Regions from separate parts of the Rattus norvegicus genome. Here region 2 is linked to region 1. Evidence: chromatin contacts called from public Hi-C data. All regions are on one chromosome and are shown on one strand. The core of a region is the stretch at or near the end of the contact, and the rest is flanking DNA. Distances in the headings are between cores, read along the strand shown. Region 1 holds the start of Cyb561 (cytochrome b-561). Region 2 holds the start of Strada (STE20 related adaptor alpha).

What was found. A called contact is a pair of places that touch in the nucleus more often than the background predicts.
Region 2: a contact with region 1 is called in a Hi-C map of liver, with 4 times the contacts expected there. The contact joins the promoter of Strada here to the promoter of Cyb561 in region 1. A contact is called at or near these places in 2 of 12 Hi-C or Micro-C datasets (kidney and liver).

The regions. Positions count from the first base shown.
Region 1 is chr10:91,383,480-91,391,396 of GRCr8, reverse strand. It overlaps Cyb561 (cytochrome b-561), which reads left to right and starts at 2,961. Exons shown (of 7, transcript NM_001107056.3): 1 at 2,961-2,979; 2 at 7,048-7,257.
Region 2 is chr10:91,619,616-91,627,532 of GRCr8, reverse strand. It overlaps Strada (STE20 related adaptor alpha), which reads left to right and starts at 3,890. Exons shown (of 13, transcript NM_001415111.1): 1 at 3,890-3,996.

The sequences.
Region 1 (7,917 bases), core at 1,712-4,211:
AAAGCATGGTCTCCCAGTGCTGCCACACTGAGGGAAAGCAGTTAGACCTGAGACAAAACCTGGCAGCTTAAAACAAAAAGGCCCTGTGGGCTTCCTTTCCTACCAGCGGCCACCAGCGGGCCACCTGCTGATGGACTGGCCCAACAAGTTCAGGGCATGTTTACACAACAGCAGCCGGCCAATCAGCAACCCTGTCTTCTAACCCGTCAATCCTAACTTAGAGGAGGAAGACTCTTCAGAGGCTTAAACCCCCAGCCCTAGAGAAGAGACTGGATTTTCTGGCTTCCAGAGTTTCCCCTCTTCTTGAAACTCTTTTTCTCTAGGTGTTTGTTTCCACGTTCCCACAAATGCTGTTCCTCAACTGCTGGTGCTGTCTTCTTGCTGCTCTTTTGAATTCAAGATCTTCCCTGCTGTCTAATGGGCAGAGGAACTGAACCTGATCAAGAGCCCTAGGGGGTAACACTGCTGTGTCCTGCTCAGGCTGGATCCCCACAGCCCCTCGGCAGCCCATGTCCTGTTCCTTCAGGGCCCAGCAGAGGAAAACCTCAGCCTGACTGGGTCACTTCCCCTCTTCTCCATATGTGGGCTCTGTAACTACAGTAGGCTGTTTGTCTAAGAATGAACCAGCCTTGGCTGGTAGCGGTCTTTCTTGCTGGCTACGGAAGCACTGTGGCCAGTGTCTTGTCTGGCTGCTACTCTCACCGCCACCGTGGTTGTTCCAATAGAGGCTCTGATCCTTCCTGGGTCTCTGCTCTCTGGGTCACCTCCAGTGGCCACGTATCTGGAAGATAAGCTTTTCTTCCAGAGCGATTCATGGCTCTATTTTCAACGTGACCACAGTAACCACTACATATGTACACAATCCCAAAGGACCTGGGGATGCTGCTGCCTGAGTCTGAGTGTGGTAGAGCAGGGCCTGCTGCTGCTGCTGCTGCTGCTGAGAGCGGGCCAGGGGACCTTGAAGGGCAGGGCCCAGTTTTCAGAGCTGATACAATGATACAAATTTGTTTGGCTTAGGCATGTGGATTCTTGTACTGCTTTTCACATTCCTTTGGACTCTGAGGACTGGAGTTCCGCCCACACTAGGCTTCCATGGTGAAAGGAACAAAAAATTAAAACCTTACCTTTAAAGTAAAAACAGGCTGGGCGATGGTGGAACACACCTTTAATCCCAGCACTTAGGAGGCAGAGGCAGGCAGATCTCCAAGTTTGAGGCCGGCCTGGTCTACAGAGCGAGTTCCAGGACAGCCAGGACTACCCAGAGAGACCCTGTCTCGAAAAACCAATACCTACCACAGACACACAGACACACGGATGCACGGGCACACACAAGAGACCTGGTTACATTCGAGAAACACTTAGGACACGTTTATGCTAAGTTTTTAAAGTAGAAATTTAACTGAGACGCCTGATTTTTCCTTCAGCTTCCTGCACCAGGTAACCCTGGGGAGAAAGAATGTACCAGGTGGGGTTGGCTCTTAGGTCTGGCATCCTGGTTATGAGAACAAGATTCATTCTGTTCAGTGCCTTTTCTGCTCCTTAAGGCCTTTGCTCAGAGGCCCTCCCTGCATATTGAGTGTGTGTGTGTGTGTGTGTGTGTGTGTGTGTGTGTGTGTTCGTCATAACTGTAGTCTTTCCCATACTGCCACACTGGTGGTCAGGAAATGCACCCTTAAGTTTGGAGACTTGAATGAGTTAGGGGATGATCCAACAGGAGCCTCCCCAGGTCTTGGAAGGCAGTGAAAGACCAGGACTGTAGTCAGGGAGCCCAGTACTTAAACAAGATTCCATCTTGCCAAATCGGTCCCTCCTTTTCCTCCCAGAAGCCCAAATACACCCACCAAACAATGAGAAATGGCTCAGCTCCATGTTTAGTTTATAAGCATGTATTTATTGCCTGCTGTTTGCCGGTTAGCACACCAAGGAAGCAGCTGCTTACCTTAAAATGTCCATTAGCTTCTGTCGGATGAAGAGTTACCTTAACGTAATTCCGGTTCTTGGTTCTATCTCAACCGTACACTAGACAGCACACTCACCCTCTAAGAAGGCACCCCCTCCCCAGTTCTGTCTTCTACCTGTGGGGCGCTCCCAGCACAGGGCTACTGCCTTCGTGGGGGAGGGCTGTCCTATAGCCATGCTTTCCTCACAAGGTAAAATACCCCCTTTCTCTCCCACTCTTTGTGAGTCTGGCCAAACATCCAACAGGAAAGAACCTTTTGTTCCCAGCTTGTAGGAAGTCTGAGCTGGGCGCTTATCTACCCGTAGCATTTCCTGAATAGCGGGCCAGGATCTGCTAAACTCCCAGCTTTGCTCTTGGCAACAGTCTTAAGTACAGACCTTGGCACATCAGGTCTAGGCCTTAAATGAAAAGTTGGAAGGACTGAATCTACCCCTTAGATTGGTGTCTCTTCTGTCTCTGTCTATATCCTGGAGTGGAAAAAAAAAAGGGAGGCAAACTGTACCAATAACAGTGTCGATGTGGCTGGTGGGTGTGCAGAGGCGGGAAGGGCAGGGTTATTCCCAGCCTTCCAGTAAAATGTAAAGTGCCCTCCCCGCCCACGAGGGCTGGGAGAGGTGACCCTGGGTTCCCCGAGTTGAGCTGGGGCCCAGGCCGGGCCTGACACCTAGCGGCCTCCTGGGTTCTGGCGAGGCGAGAGTAGAGAGCGAGAGGCTAAATGACCGGGAACCCGGGCGCCGAACCCGCGCTGCTAGCCTTCTCCGCACGCCGGTCCCGAAGCTGCTGGAGCTCGGGTCGGGAGTGCGGGTCGGTATAGCCGCGGTGCCCTCCCGAGTGGCCGCGCCAGGCGGCACTTCCGGCGCAGGTGACGGTCACCTCCTCGCGCGCGCTGCCGGCGTCTCGCCGCCGCACGGTCTCCATGGCGACGCCGTCGCGCCGAGGCCCGTGGAACCTGCCGAGCGGCCGGGGCGCGGCGCGGCGTGGCGCGGGGACGCGCGCAGGCCTGGCGGCGGCGGGACCAGGTAGGCGACAGGGCGGCGGGGACAAGTTCCGCGCGGAGGGGCGGCGGAGACTGGGGCCAGGAGAGGCTGGGCTTCGAGCCGCCCTCTCGCGCGCACCTGCCCGCATCGACCGGGGCACTGCCCCGCCTGTCCCCTGACGCGGGGGTTCCTGCTGCTGGCACCGGGGAAGGCGGCCGGGGGAGCGCGGGTCGCGTCCGCCCGAGTTAGAATGGGGACTGCTGGTGACCCTAGTTCAAGTCTAGGGGCCTGTGGCTGTACTGTAGAACAAAGTGGGTGGGTGTGGACCAAACTGCATTCGCCACGACTGCAGCCACTGTCCCCGAGGCTGGTTCCTGCGCTCAGGTGCGGGCCTGGTGGATCTTTTCCCGTATCCCACCGTCCTCAGGCAGGATTACCAGTTACTAGACTGGCAGAAAGCCTGGCTCCGTGCTTTGGCCTTGGAAGTGACGCAGGTGTGGAACTTCTCGGAGAGAGGGATCTGCTGCCGCCTTTGACTCCTCTGAGTGGTAGCCAGGCCACCTCCCCTTTCCGGTCACTTCTCTTACCCTTACTACCTTTCCTCCCGCGCTGCATCAGCAGACACAGACCCTTTTGGCATGTCCTTCCTCTTTTTGTCTTGGCAGTTTTCTTTAGGAAGAGTTCCGTCTCGGGCACCTGGATTCTGTCCTGTTCTTAGCAAAACAAAAGGCAAAGTATTCTCACCTCCCTTAAATACCTTGATCACTCCTCAGCACTTGGATCTGGTGGGGAAAGTACTGGACGGTTCCAACCCCACCCCTTGTAGGAGGAGCTCCTGGAACCAGAAGTAGAATTGCCCACAGATGCCCTGCCCTGCCGCAGTCCCTGGGTGGGCAGAGCCCAGGCTTCATGAACTCACAGTCACATCTGAATGATGGGATTAAATGCCACGCCAGGCTTCACGCTCCATTTTCTAATCAACTCACAATTCATTGGAGTACGAGTGGGAATATAAAATTCCAACCATTAGAACTACCACTTAGGTCCCTCCTTGGGGACAAGAGGCTGTGATCCTAGAATGTGGGAGGCTGGCGGAGGCAGACCGAAAGTTTAAAGCCAGCTGGGCTACAGAGGGAGATACGGATTTAGCCTCCCCCCTACCTCTCACTCCCACGCAAATAAGAACTAAAGGCAGACCGACAGTCTTCCTTGCCCTAGAAGTTTTTATTCTATGGGGGAATGGGTTGGTGGTGGGCAGGAGGGGTTTGTACTGTGGTACCCCCGGCTCTTTTGTGGCCCCATCCTCACGAGTCAGTTGACGCCACTATGACGTTAAGGAGATACCATTTTTGTTAAACTGCTGTTTCATTGGCAGGCACTGTGCCAAGCACTTGTGCATATTTTCCCCATTTTACTTGTCCAAAGTCCAATAAGGTCCCTCCCCCTCCCCCACCATGGCTGAGGAGGCCAGCTCAGAGAATGGACAAGACCTCCCTGATTGTACACAGTAGTAAATAGGGGAACACACTTTGGATTACATCTTTGTGGCCCAGGCTGCGCTGTAACCTTTAGACGCCTTCGGTGTTGACATTCATGGGGCCCTTCTCCATAAAAATTAAATAATGATATTTAATGATGTTTATTTTTACAAACTCTTTTACTTTTTTACTATTGGCCAGTTCTGGTACAGAGGCCACACCTGATGGTGATTTTTTTTCCTGGCGCACCCTGGTGCCCCCTCCAACAGCCCAGCTTCTTTTTGCCTTTTGTCTTCTCACGTCCTACCCATCAAAGGAAGCTCTAATCCCTGCCCCCACCAGTCTTTGCTAACGCAATTAAAGCCTGCTGCTGATAGGGAGGGTTGTGGCCAAGGCAGGTTTGCTGCCCTGCAACTTCCCTGCGCTCCGCTCGGCCCCCTGGGTTGTCCAGCTTGTGCATCTGGTACCAATAATGAGGTTAGGCCTGGTTGCCTTTTAATAAAACACAATGGGCTTGGAGAGGCACAGGCACAGGTAGCCAGGCACAGGTTGTGCCCTGAGGGTAGCTATGTCCTTGTGTGATTGCATTAAGCGGAGCCAGTCTGCAGGCGGCCTGTGGAGTTTGGATTGTTTCTACTTGACTGTCACAGCCCAGAGATCTGTCACCTCACCCCGAACTCTCAGAAAGAAAGGAGAGCAGCCGTGTGAGAGGCCACGTGAGCACCAGTTCCTTACAAAACTCTGAACTAAGTGTGGCGTGTCAAGAGGCCGAGGTAGGGAGATGTCGAGCTAGAAGCCAGCCTGGGTTCCACTGTGAGATCATGTTCTGAGAGAAAGGAGAGGGAGGGAAAAGGAGAGAGAACACAGGTCTGGGGGAGCAGAGGAAACCTAGGGTCAAGCGTGGCCATTTCCAGCCTGAGGAGCGATAACCCACCACTGTGCTCTGGAAACACAGAGGTAGGAACAGCCTATAGTGACAGCATCTGCATTAGCAGGGAAGGGTAGGGCATTCTCACTGTAGGGGTGACCAGGGACCATGATACAAACGCACATGCTTACAAAGGAACAATCCAGAACCCCCTTTAAAGCTCACAGATCTGGGCTTGCCACAGGCAGAGCAGTTCTGTCCAGAGCCTTGGGGGCACCCATTTTTATTAAAGGATTCCTGAGTATCTGTAAGGCACAGGAGAAGTCAATAATTTTTGTCTTTGAAGCAGGGTTTCCCTGTGTAGCCCAGGCTGGCCTGGAACTTGCAGTCCTCCTGCTTTAGCCCCTGAGTACTGGGATTGTAGGTGCCTGGCACTGCTTTCTTTTCTGTGACTCCAGCTTTTGCACATTTAGAACGTAGTGGATATGAGGTTCCTTGAAGGCAAACCATGCCTGCCCAAAGTGAGTGGTCCTGCTTGATGAGCAACGCCCCACCCCCCCACGCCTCTTGTATCACCTTGTAGCTTACCCCTTACCTTCAGAGGGTCGGGCCAGTTCAGCTATCTTTGTTCCCAGGCTGGCCTCCCGGTTCCCAGGACTGCTTGGGTGGGTGCCCTACCTGAGAGTAAACTGAAACTAAGACACTGCTGCTTACTGACTTCCCTGGGACCCCTTTACTCCTAGAGAGCTGCAGGGAGCACCTGTGCCTGGCACTGTGGCAGTACTGAAGGTGAGCAGGGCCAGCGAGATTGTCCTGTTTATCAGGGGCCACCAAAGCTTTGGTTGGCTTTAGTGTGTGGAAAGGGTGACAGTGCCACTCCAGTTCCTGGACATTAGGAAGGTCAGAGCCACACTGCTGGCAGGAGACCTAGAGGAGTGAGCCCTTTATCAAAGGATGGCCCCTTCTCCTGGTCTGGTGCGAGGGCCGTGCAGGGATGGCTTGAGTGTTTATCCCCCACTTTCCACCACCACTTCCCACCACCCACCTCTGGCAGTGCTGGAGATTGAATTCAGGCCTTGAGTCTGCCCGGCAAGTGCTCCTCACTGAGCTACATCCCCAGCCTCTGTGGCCCTTCTTGTAGCATCTACTATTAATACTTGTCTGGAAGCCCCTGCTGGCAGGGCCCAAGTCTCTTCTGTGGAGTCCTAGCATCTAATGTCACCCACCATAAGGAGCGCAGCCATCGAAGCAGCCACTTGCCGATGGTAACTTGGGCATGCCCTTTCTTTATTGTCTTTGAGCCCTAGCTTCCCCATCTGTCACACTGGCGGTGACACTCTTGTTATGCTCACAGTATTGTTAAGGGTTAAACAGAGGGTACAGAGTGCTTGGTTCAGAACGTGGGTCCCACTGGCTGTCTGGTCCCCACCCCGCTGGTGCATAAAAGCTGTGTCACTCTGGGGTGTCGGGTGTGGGCAGCACTTCAGCATTGGCTTCACAGGGAATTCCAGAAGGAGTTTTCAGTGTGGGGTGGTAAAGCCACCCTCTCACTCATTCCCTTGAGAAGGGAACTTCTCTAGGGTTTCTGCCCATTTCCTGAGAAGGCTGACTGGTACAGAAAAAGCAGGCTGTGGCGGGTCAGATGCCTGACCCCTGCCTCCCAGATCTGCCCTTTGTATTCTGTGAGGCATGAAGAAGCTGAGGCAGGTCCTGCTCCTGCTGTTCTTCCTGATGGGGAGCTAATCAGATTCTGCTGTGCTTCAGGCTCTCGAGAGATGAATCTAATAAGGGAGGAGTGACCTGGAGAGGAGGAGGCAGGACAGAAGACTACAAGGGGGGGGGGACAGCATTCTCTCTCTGTTGGATACCTGAGGAGTCTCAGAAGGACGAAGTGACCCTCTTGCCTTTGAGGAGCAGGACAGGACACTTCCGTGGAGAGCATCGTGGGATTAATCTAGAGCAGAACCCAAGAGGGTAAGGAAGTTTTGGGGAGCCTTGAAGACAGAGGAGGAGCTGCACTTGGGGACAAAGTAGTGAGCCATTGCCATTGCCCAGGAGTGGATCTGCGAGGCAGTGTGGGTAGCAGGGAGCAGAGGAAGGAGAAGCCGGGCAGCACCAGGAGGAAGGACTGCATTGACCGCAGGTGTGTTGCTGCTGTAGGGATGTTGAAGCCCCCACGCAGACCTGGTGGACACATAGTGGGACTGCAGAGGACAAGCTAGGGTCGTGTGGCAGCTGGGGTGACTTACAAAGCTGGGTGTATCCTGGTGCAACAGGCAGATTGATTAGGGAGAGGCGCCTGATCTGGTATGGTTGCAGAGATGGCTGAGAGGAAAGGGATGACAGACCGGGGAGCCCTTACGCTGTATGATCTTCAGTGCTCTCCCTGGGCAGGAGGAGGGCAGTCCATGGTTAGCTGGGATGTTGTGATGGAGGGGACACTGATCTTAGATGAGGCTGAAATGTCAGTGGGGTAGGAATCTCAGGGAGGGCAGAACTGGCCAGGGTTTCAGGAAGAATTCCCACACAACAGGGATAACTTGAATTTGAGAAGGAGGCTAGCCTGGGCTCACAGAAGTCTCCGAGTGATGCACATTCCATGAAAGTTGAGAACCAGACTCTGGAATATTCATT
Region 2 (7,917 bases), core at 2,641-5,140, 240 kb before region 1:
AGCATCTTCTAAACATAAATTTAATAAAAATCTTAAGGGCTGGCAAGATGGCTCAGAGGTTAAGAGCACTGACTGCTCTTCCAGAGATCCTGAGTTCCAATTCCCAGCAACCACGTGGTGGCTCACAACCATGTGTAATGAGATCTGGTACCCTCTTCTGGTGTGTCTGAAGACAGCTACAGTGAATAAATCTTTGGAACAAAAAAAAACTTAAAGCAAGACGGTGTTATGGTTGTATAAGTTCACAGCTTTCTTAACCCTCTGAATTAAGAAGGAATAAAAGAAGGCTGTTATTTCTCAATGGTGGACCCTACTGCTTGCTTTGAAGTGAGGTCTCATCTGTAACCCAGACTGGCTGTAATTCAGGGCAGTGCCCATGCCCCAGCCTCGAGTGATGGGGTGATGGGTGGGTATCAGCACACCTATTTGTTCTCTGAGAGGGCTACTTGTTAATCATCACATAGGCTGGTTTCTAGGACACAGATAGGCTTGGCCTTCCAGGCAGCTGGAGTGTACTACCGTGTTCACTCACCTTCCTACTCTTGACACAGAGCCTCTTGTACTCTAGGCTGGCCTCTAGCATTCTAGGCTGGCCTCTAGCTTCTGGTCTTCGCTCTGGCCTTTTTTTTTTAATTTAAGTCTTTATTTCTGTATCTCACTGTAGTGCTGTGACAACAAAACAACATCTGTGCACCAGAGCACACATACATCTCAGTAGGCTGTAACTCATTACACCACTGCTAGGAGTTAGCACTCTGTATAAGATGAAAATTTTTTTTGTTTATTTTATTTATTTTATGTATGAGTGCTCTGCTCTATGTGCACCTGCATGCCAGAGGAGGACATCAGATCCTTTTATAGATGGTCATGAACCAGAACATGTATGCTGGGAATTGAACTCAGGACTTCTGGAAGAGCAGCCAGTGCTCTTTAACTGCTGAGCCATCTCTCCAGCCTTCGCTCTGGCCTTCTTATTCTTTTCCTTGGGCATTACTGAGGACAAGGTGGTACTGCCTTACCTGGTGAAATGCTTTTCAAACGAGAGATGGCTCAGTGGTTAAGAGCACTGACTGCTCTTCCAGAGACCCTGTGTTCAATTCCCAGCAACCACATGATGGCTCACAACCATCTGTAATGGAATCCAATGCTCTCTTCTAGTGTGCCTGAAGACAGCTACAGTGTGCTCATATTACATAAAATAAATAATCGTTAAGAAACATATTTCTAGGTAGCACACAGAATAATGGGTCTCATTATTACACGTTCATACCCACAACCTTGTACTCTGCTGTTTGTTCTCACAGTACTCTCTCCCTCCTTCCGTTCATATTTTACGTTTATATAGCTTCCTTCCATTCATATTTTACATTTATATAGCTTCCTTCCATTCATATATTTTTCTGTAGCTTAGCTTATCACTTTGCAGAGCTAGAACTGAAGTCGGTTTCCTGTGCTAAGAAAGCTCTGGATTTGTGCGTCATGTATAATCACACACACACTCGAACCCAAGGCCTCCTGCCTGTTGGGTGTCTGCTGATACACCTCCAGCCCTCCAATTCCAGGGCTTTTATCAAGGCTCTTTCCTTTTGTCTTCCTACTCCTTCCTAAAATGGCTATTTGAAAGCTCACATTAGGTAGTAGAGTGAAAAGTGCTTAAGGACATGGAGTTGAAACTACCTTGCAGATCAGATAATTCTCGTTGACTTGTTCTTCACTGCAGGAAAACAAGCAGCCAATTTTTCAAGTCAAATCTTTAAACACCCTAACATTGTAAAAAGTTCAAAAGCATCAGGAGCTTGTGCCTTCCAGGGCTCACACTCGAACTCTGAATGTTGACCTTTCAATACACAGTTCATTCTGACTTAGCAGGGTTGGTGCATGAGAAGCTGTGCATTTGCCTACCAAAATAGTCACGGCAGATTCTGGGAGGAGGGGGTTCTCAGAGCACTTACTGTGGGTAGTCATCCAGTTGGTAAAATCTTTTAGCCATGCTGACTCTCAAACTGCAACATCCTGTTAGAAAATGTGGTATTGGACGAAATACCTAGTGTTTACACATCCCATCGTAATGACTAAGGTTTTAGGGCCCAGGCACTTGTCTAGCATGCTATGAGGCCCTAGGTTCAATGTCTAGTACAGTCCAAAGAAGGGGAAGGGAAAGAAAAGAAAACTTCAACTTGAGGTTGCCTTGTCAGTTACAGTCTGGTGCAGTGGTTCATACTGTCATCCCAGAAGAGATGGGGTTTACAGGGTTTAAAGTCAGCCTGGTTAGCTTGGATTAGGTGTGAGACCCTGCCTCAAAACTATGTTTGGGGCTGGAGAGATGGGTCAGCGGTAAGAAGCACTTGCTGCTCTTGGAAAGGATCTAGCACCCACAAGTTTCTGTCACTCCAGTTCCAGAGGGTATGACACCTTCTGACCTCTGCCTGCTTCTGCACACACATGGTTTGTGCACATACATTCAAGTCCACATACACATACAAATACATTCAAATAGATGTACACACACAACATACAACAACAACAACAAAAAAAGCAAAGCTTGACACCTTTTCAGGTACTGCTTTCCCTAATGTTCTGGATTCCAAAGACTGTGTGAACTGGCAGAAACTGAGTTTTCCTCCACTCCCTTGCTTTTTGTGGATTCATGAGGATTGATGCTGAAATATTTTAAGACTGAGATTGCAATTTGGGATGTTAAAACATTGGACAAGGCTACAGCTGTGTATAAAACAGCAAGAACCACAGATGAGGGTGGTGTGTGTTTTCATCAAGTCTGTTTGGATGTGGATAAACTTAAAATTCTTGGAAGTTAATAGACCGGTATAAATCTGTGAGGAGACAGCACTAGGAAAAAAATGTATTCATTACTTGACAGGACATATACAGATGTATTGGGTCCTTACCCCACAATAACTGAAGTACTAAAAATTACTTCATGACAAAATGGAGTGCTCATTTTATCAGTCCTATATGCTTTGGCCCCTGCAGCTGTCTTATTTGACAAAGGTAAATCATCACAGATTTCTACAAGTAGAGGACACGCAACCAAACCTTTAATCCCAGCAGAGGCAGAGGGAAGCTGATCTCTTGAGTTCAAGGCCAGTGCAGGCAACATGCGACGCTATCAAAATTACCTCATTACCAAAAAAAGTTATGAACAGAAACAAAATCTCTCGTTTTATGGAGAAAGAAGGAACTTTTGGGCACTGAGGGCAAAGTTTCCTCTTCTAATGCCTGGCCTGAGAGAGACCCAAGTAAGACGTGTGTTTTTCCACTTAAGTCCTACCAGGTGAAATGATTTGGGAGCGGCAGAATGGGATGAGGGGTGGGAATACCCCTGGTAGCCAAGTGAATAGCTATAGTTAGCCCTTGCCCCTTTTCTTTCTGCTGGAAGGGGCCCTTTTGGACTGCAACAAAGACAAACTAGTAGGTCTTTCGCTTCCATATCCTTGGGGAAACCTGCCTTCGTACTAGATAAGGAACGACCTCAGCAAAAGGGAAAAGGCTAGTTAATAACTCTCCCCTACACAGAGACTGTGGGTCTATCATTTCCGATAAGATAAGGATAAGGTGGGAAGCAGGGAGAACCTCTCTGGGGAAAGGCGGAGCTTCCTCTACTGGAGGGTATGGGTGGGGCAAGGCGGAGCCGAGCCCTTCGTGGGCGGTGGTAAGGCGGAGAGCCGGGCAAGGCAGGACTTCCTCTGCAGGAGGCGAGAGGCGGAGCTTCCTATTTGGATGGGGTAAAGCAGAGCTTCCTAGTAAGGGAGGGGCGGGACTTCCTCCGTGAAGCGGAGTAAGGAGGAGCATCTTCCGTGAAGGGGCGGGGCTTCCTTACGGGAGGGGCGAGGCTCGGCCAGTCTCCCTGGTTCCCTCCACTGCGCATGGCACGTTGCGTACCGCCCTCCCAGCAACCGGCCTGGCGGCAGCGCGGCCACAAAACTGAGGAGGCGGAGCCGAGACGGAGTCGGTACTGCGCTCTGACTCCTAGACCAGGTACCGGGTGGCGGGCCCGCCTGGTGCGCTCCCAGGGCCGGTTCCTCTCTCCCGACTCCGAGTCCATCTCCTCGGGGTTGGGCCCCAAGCGGCCATACCGGCTCACCCTCGCCCTCCTCTGGCCCTCATTTAACCTGGGTTCTGGGTTCCCGCATTGAGGTTACAGCCTGAGAGCAAAATTAGGCTTGGGCCTTGCTGGGGAGATGCTGAGCAGAGTTGCCGGACCGGAGAGGCTAGCTCCCGCATGGCCTCCCCACCTTTCCCGGGGCTTCCAGTTGGGGTTGAACTCTCATATGGAAGCAAGATCAGGGCTATCCTCTGCTTTGGTCAAAACGAAGAGCTTCTAATTGTCTTTTTGTCTTAGTTTCCCCAGCAATTTTGGGGACCGAGTATGGTGGCTGAGAGTGAGCACGACCGAAGGGGAGTGGCTAAATAAAATTGTTCATAGTTTTAGGAAATAGGATAACTTCTCAACTCAGCCCTCTGCTAAAATCCTAAGGTACTTCAACTTGACCTCCTTCTCCCAGACTGTTGGAATCGGTCTTACTGAAATACCCGTTGAGGTAGTACCATGTTCCAATATTTGGATGGGTCTTCTATGAACTAGTTGTTAGCTTATCCAGAGATACCCGACACCTGAGACTCAGATCTTGAGAGGTGGTAGACCAAATTTGAGACTGTGGGTGTGGCTTGATTATCTCTAGTGAGGACTTGCTTTCCATTCCTAACACTACCAAGAAGAAAATTGCTATCTTGCCTCTGTCTTAGTTCAAGAACTTAATAGTTTAGCCATTAGTTAGAGCACTGAACTCTCTTTACCCTTTAATTAGGTTTCTTAGATGTTTGGCTGTGTTTATAGTTGTGACCCCAGACATGAAGTTTGGAGGACCAGTGATAAAAATAGAAAAAAAAAAAAAAGTCAGACTAAGAGAATTCTATCGTTGGGTGGCTGGAGAGGAGGCTCTGTGAAAAAGACGACATACTGTAGTCTCTAGCACTCATGTAAAAAGCCATGTGTGGCCATGAGCCTGTGACAAGAGAAACACCAGAGCTCACTGGCCGCCAGCCTGTGTCCAGGCAGAGTAGTGTCCCTTAGCCTCACCAAGCATACAAACAGGTATACACATACATACGAACATATATACGCACAAACATATTATACACACACACACACACACACATATATTGGTAAGTATAAGAGTTAATGTGGGAGCCTGTCACGATAGCACACGCCTTTAAAACAAGCACCCAGGAGGCAGAGGCAGGCAGGTCTCTGAGTTCAAGGCCAGCTTGGTCTACAGAGTGAGTTCCAGGCAGCCAGGGCCACACAGGTGAGGAATGTAGGTAGTTAGTGGGAGCTGCTGTAACAGAGGGTACCTGAGGTGATTACTGAGTGTCAACATTAGACCAGGGACAAGGGGTTGGGGATTTAGCTCAGCGGTAGAGCGCTTGCCTAGCGAGCGCAAGGCCCTGGGTTCAGTCCCCAGCTCCGGGGGGAAAAAAAAAGAAAAAAGATAGACCAGGGACAAAAAGGGAAGCAGAGTCTTTAGACTACACTCTTTTCTTTTTTCAAAAGAGACTGTAGCCAGATGTGATGTTGAATTCCTGATCCTCCTGAGTGCTGAGATGCCATGCGTGAGCCATCTCTAGCCTCTTTTTAAACATCAATACTACTATTCTGGCAAATTACCACCCCACTCCTCCCCCACTTCTTGGAAGATAGAATCCTCAACATTAGCTGAACTCTCAATATTAGTTAAACTTGAACTTGACAGAGATCAATAGCGAAGACACCTGCTGCGCACCCCTCCTGCACACCTTCAACATACACTCATACACTAAGTGGATCAATATTTTAATTTATTCTTCCACTAAAGCCACTAATACCTCAGAGCTTTCCCACCTCTGCCATTGGCTCCGTGGCACATCAATCATTTTCCGAGTACTCAGGAACACAAACACAACATCAGCTATAGAACGGGTTCCCGGATGAGGTATTAAGTTTTCAGTCAGGGACTACACAGCCACATGTCTAGGAGAGTTTGTAAAAGATAGTCCCCCAACTATGCTTGGTGGCACAGGCCTGTAATCCTAGCGCTTAGGAGTGTGGAAGCTGAAGGATCGAGATCAAGGTCACCATCGGCTACATAGTGACTTCATGGTATACTTTGTGGTAGGGGACCCTGTCTTAAAGCAAATTGTCCAACATGCAGAGGATGAAGCAGATGGCTTGGGATGGTGCTGTGTGCTTCATACTTCAATCTTAGCCATCCATCCGTTTCCTGGTGTTTCCAGTGCTACAGACTCCAGGGATGTTGTTTTCTAACCAGCATACTTTTCTCTGGGTTATTTTTACCCCTCCCTTTCTTCATTCCTTCATAGACTGACATTTCTTGGAATGTTCTTCCAAACAAGATGTCTCAAATGTTAGTTAATAACCATGGTCCACATGGCAACCACATTGTCGTCTCCAGGGAGTGAGTTAGGATTTCCCAGCCCACTCCAGACCGTCTGAGCTGCAGCCTGCAATTTCAGAAGATCTCTAAGTGATTTGTGGGCACAAGATGTAAGACACACTGCTTAGACCGCCATTGTGTGTCAAAGCCTCGGGTGCTTTTCCACTCCCTGCTGGTACAGCCATGTGCTGTCTACACACACACTTAGAGAATGTTCAAAGAGCTGATGCTTCAGTCAGGCAGTGTTACGTTTAGTGCTACTGGGTGGTTCCTATGTGGCAAGCACTGTTGTAGAAGTTGGTGGTACACCTTTGTACAAGACAGAGCAGATACTGGGGAATAGTTATGCTGTTTTGCTTGGAATTTCTGTTTTAAGTCACCTTTGATGTTCTAGTCCCACTGCCACTCAGCCGTGCTTTTGATGAATTCTATAAATTACTCATTCCTTGTCTGTTTCCCCACCCTTTTTGGTGTGCTTACCACTTCCATAGCCAGCTAAGGGCACACTTTCTGCTTCTGTATGTGTCGGGTACCAGGGCCCTGTTGAAGGGATAGTCATACTTGAGGACAATGTATTCTCACGTATGACTGACACCAACACATACTCGGGTTTTAAGACATGTTAGCATAAGCCACACCTCTTCCAAGTTTAATGTATAAACCTCAACATCATAGCTACTCTTTCAGGTAAAGAAAAATAAAACTAAAAATAATTTTTTCTATACTGGGGATTAAACTTAGGGCTTTGGGCATGCTAGGCAGATGCTACACAGCTCAGCTATTCCTAATCTGTACTTGTAAATATGGGCTGCCCTAAAGTGGATTTTCAGTTTATGCAGAGTGTATAGGATTTAGTCACACCAGCTATAACTGAGGCTTTGATATTACTTCTGAGGACTTCAGTTGTCTCAAGTCCTAGTAGAGTCTTAAAAATAAGTAACCGTTGATTGTAAATAATGCAGCTGTATGTGGTATGCACCCCAGTGTAGAGTGCTTGTCTAGTATGTGTGTATGTAGTATGTGATATGCACCTCAGTGTAGAGTGCTTGTCTAGTATGTGTGTATGTAGTATGTGGTATGCACCCCAGTGTAGAGTGCTTGTCCAGTATGTGTGAGGCCCTGTGCTGGATCTTTAGCACCACAAGTCAGTAAATTATAAGGCTATTTTGGTACCTGTCAACTATGAATATTGCTTTGCCAATGTATTGTGGTATTAAATGTTGATAAAAATGGATTTATGTTTTGAATGACATGTTCATCTGCTTTATCCTTCCACTGTAGTTTTCTATTTTTTTTTTTTTTTTTTTTTTTTTTTTTTTTTTGGAGCTGGGGACCGAACCCAGGGCCTTGCGCTTCCTAGGCAAGCGTTCTACCACTGAGCTAAATCCCCAACAGGGCTGTAGTTTTCTATTTTAAGGACATTTGAAGCAGCCTAGTGATCTGAATGTCACACAAAATAGAGATT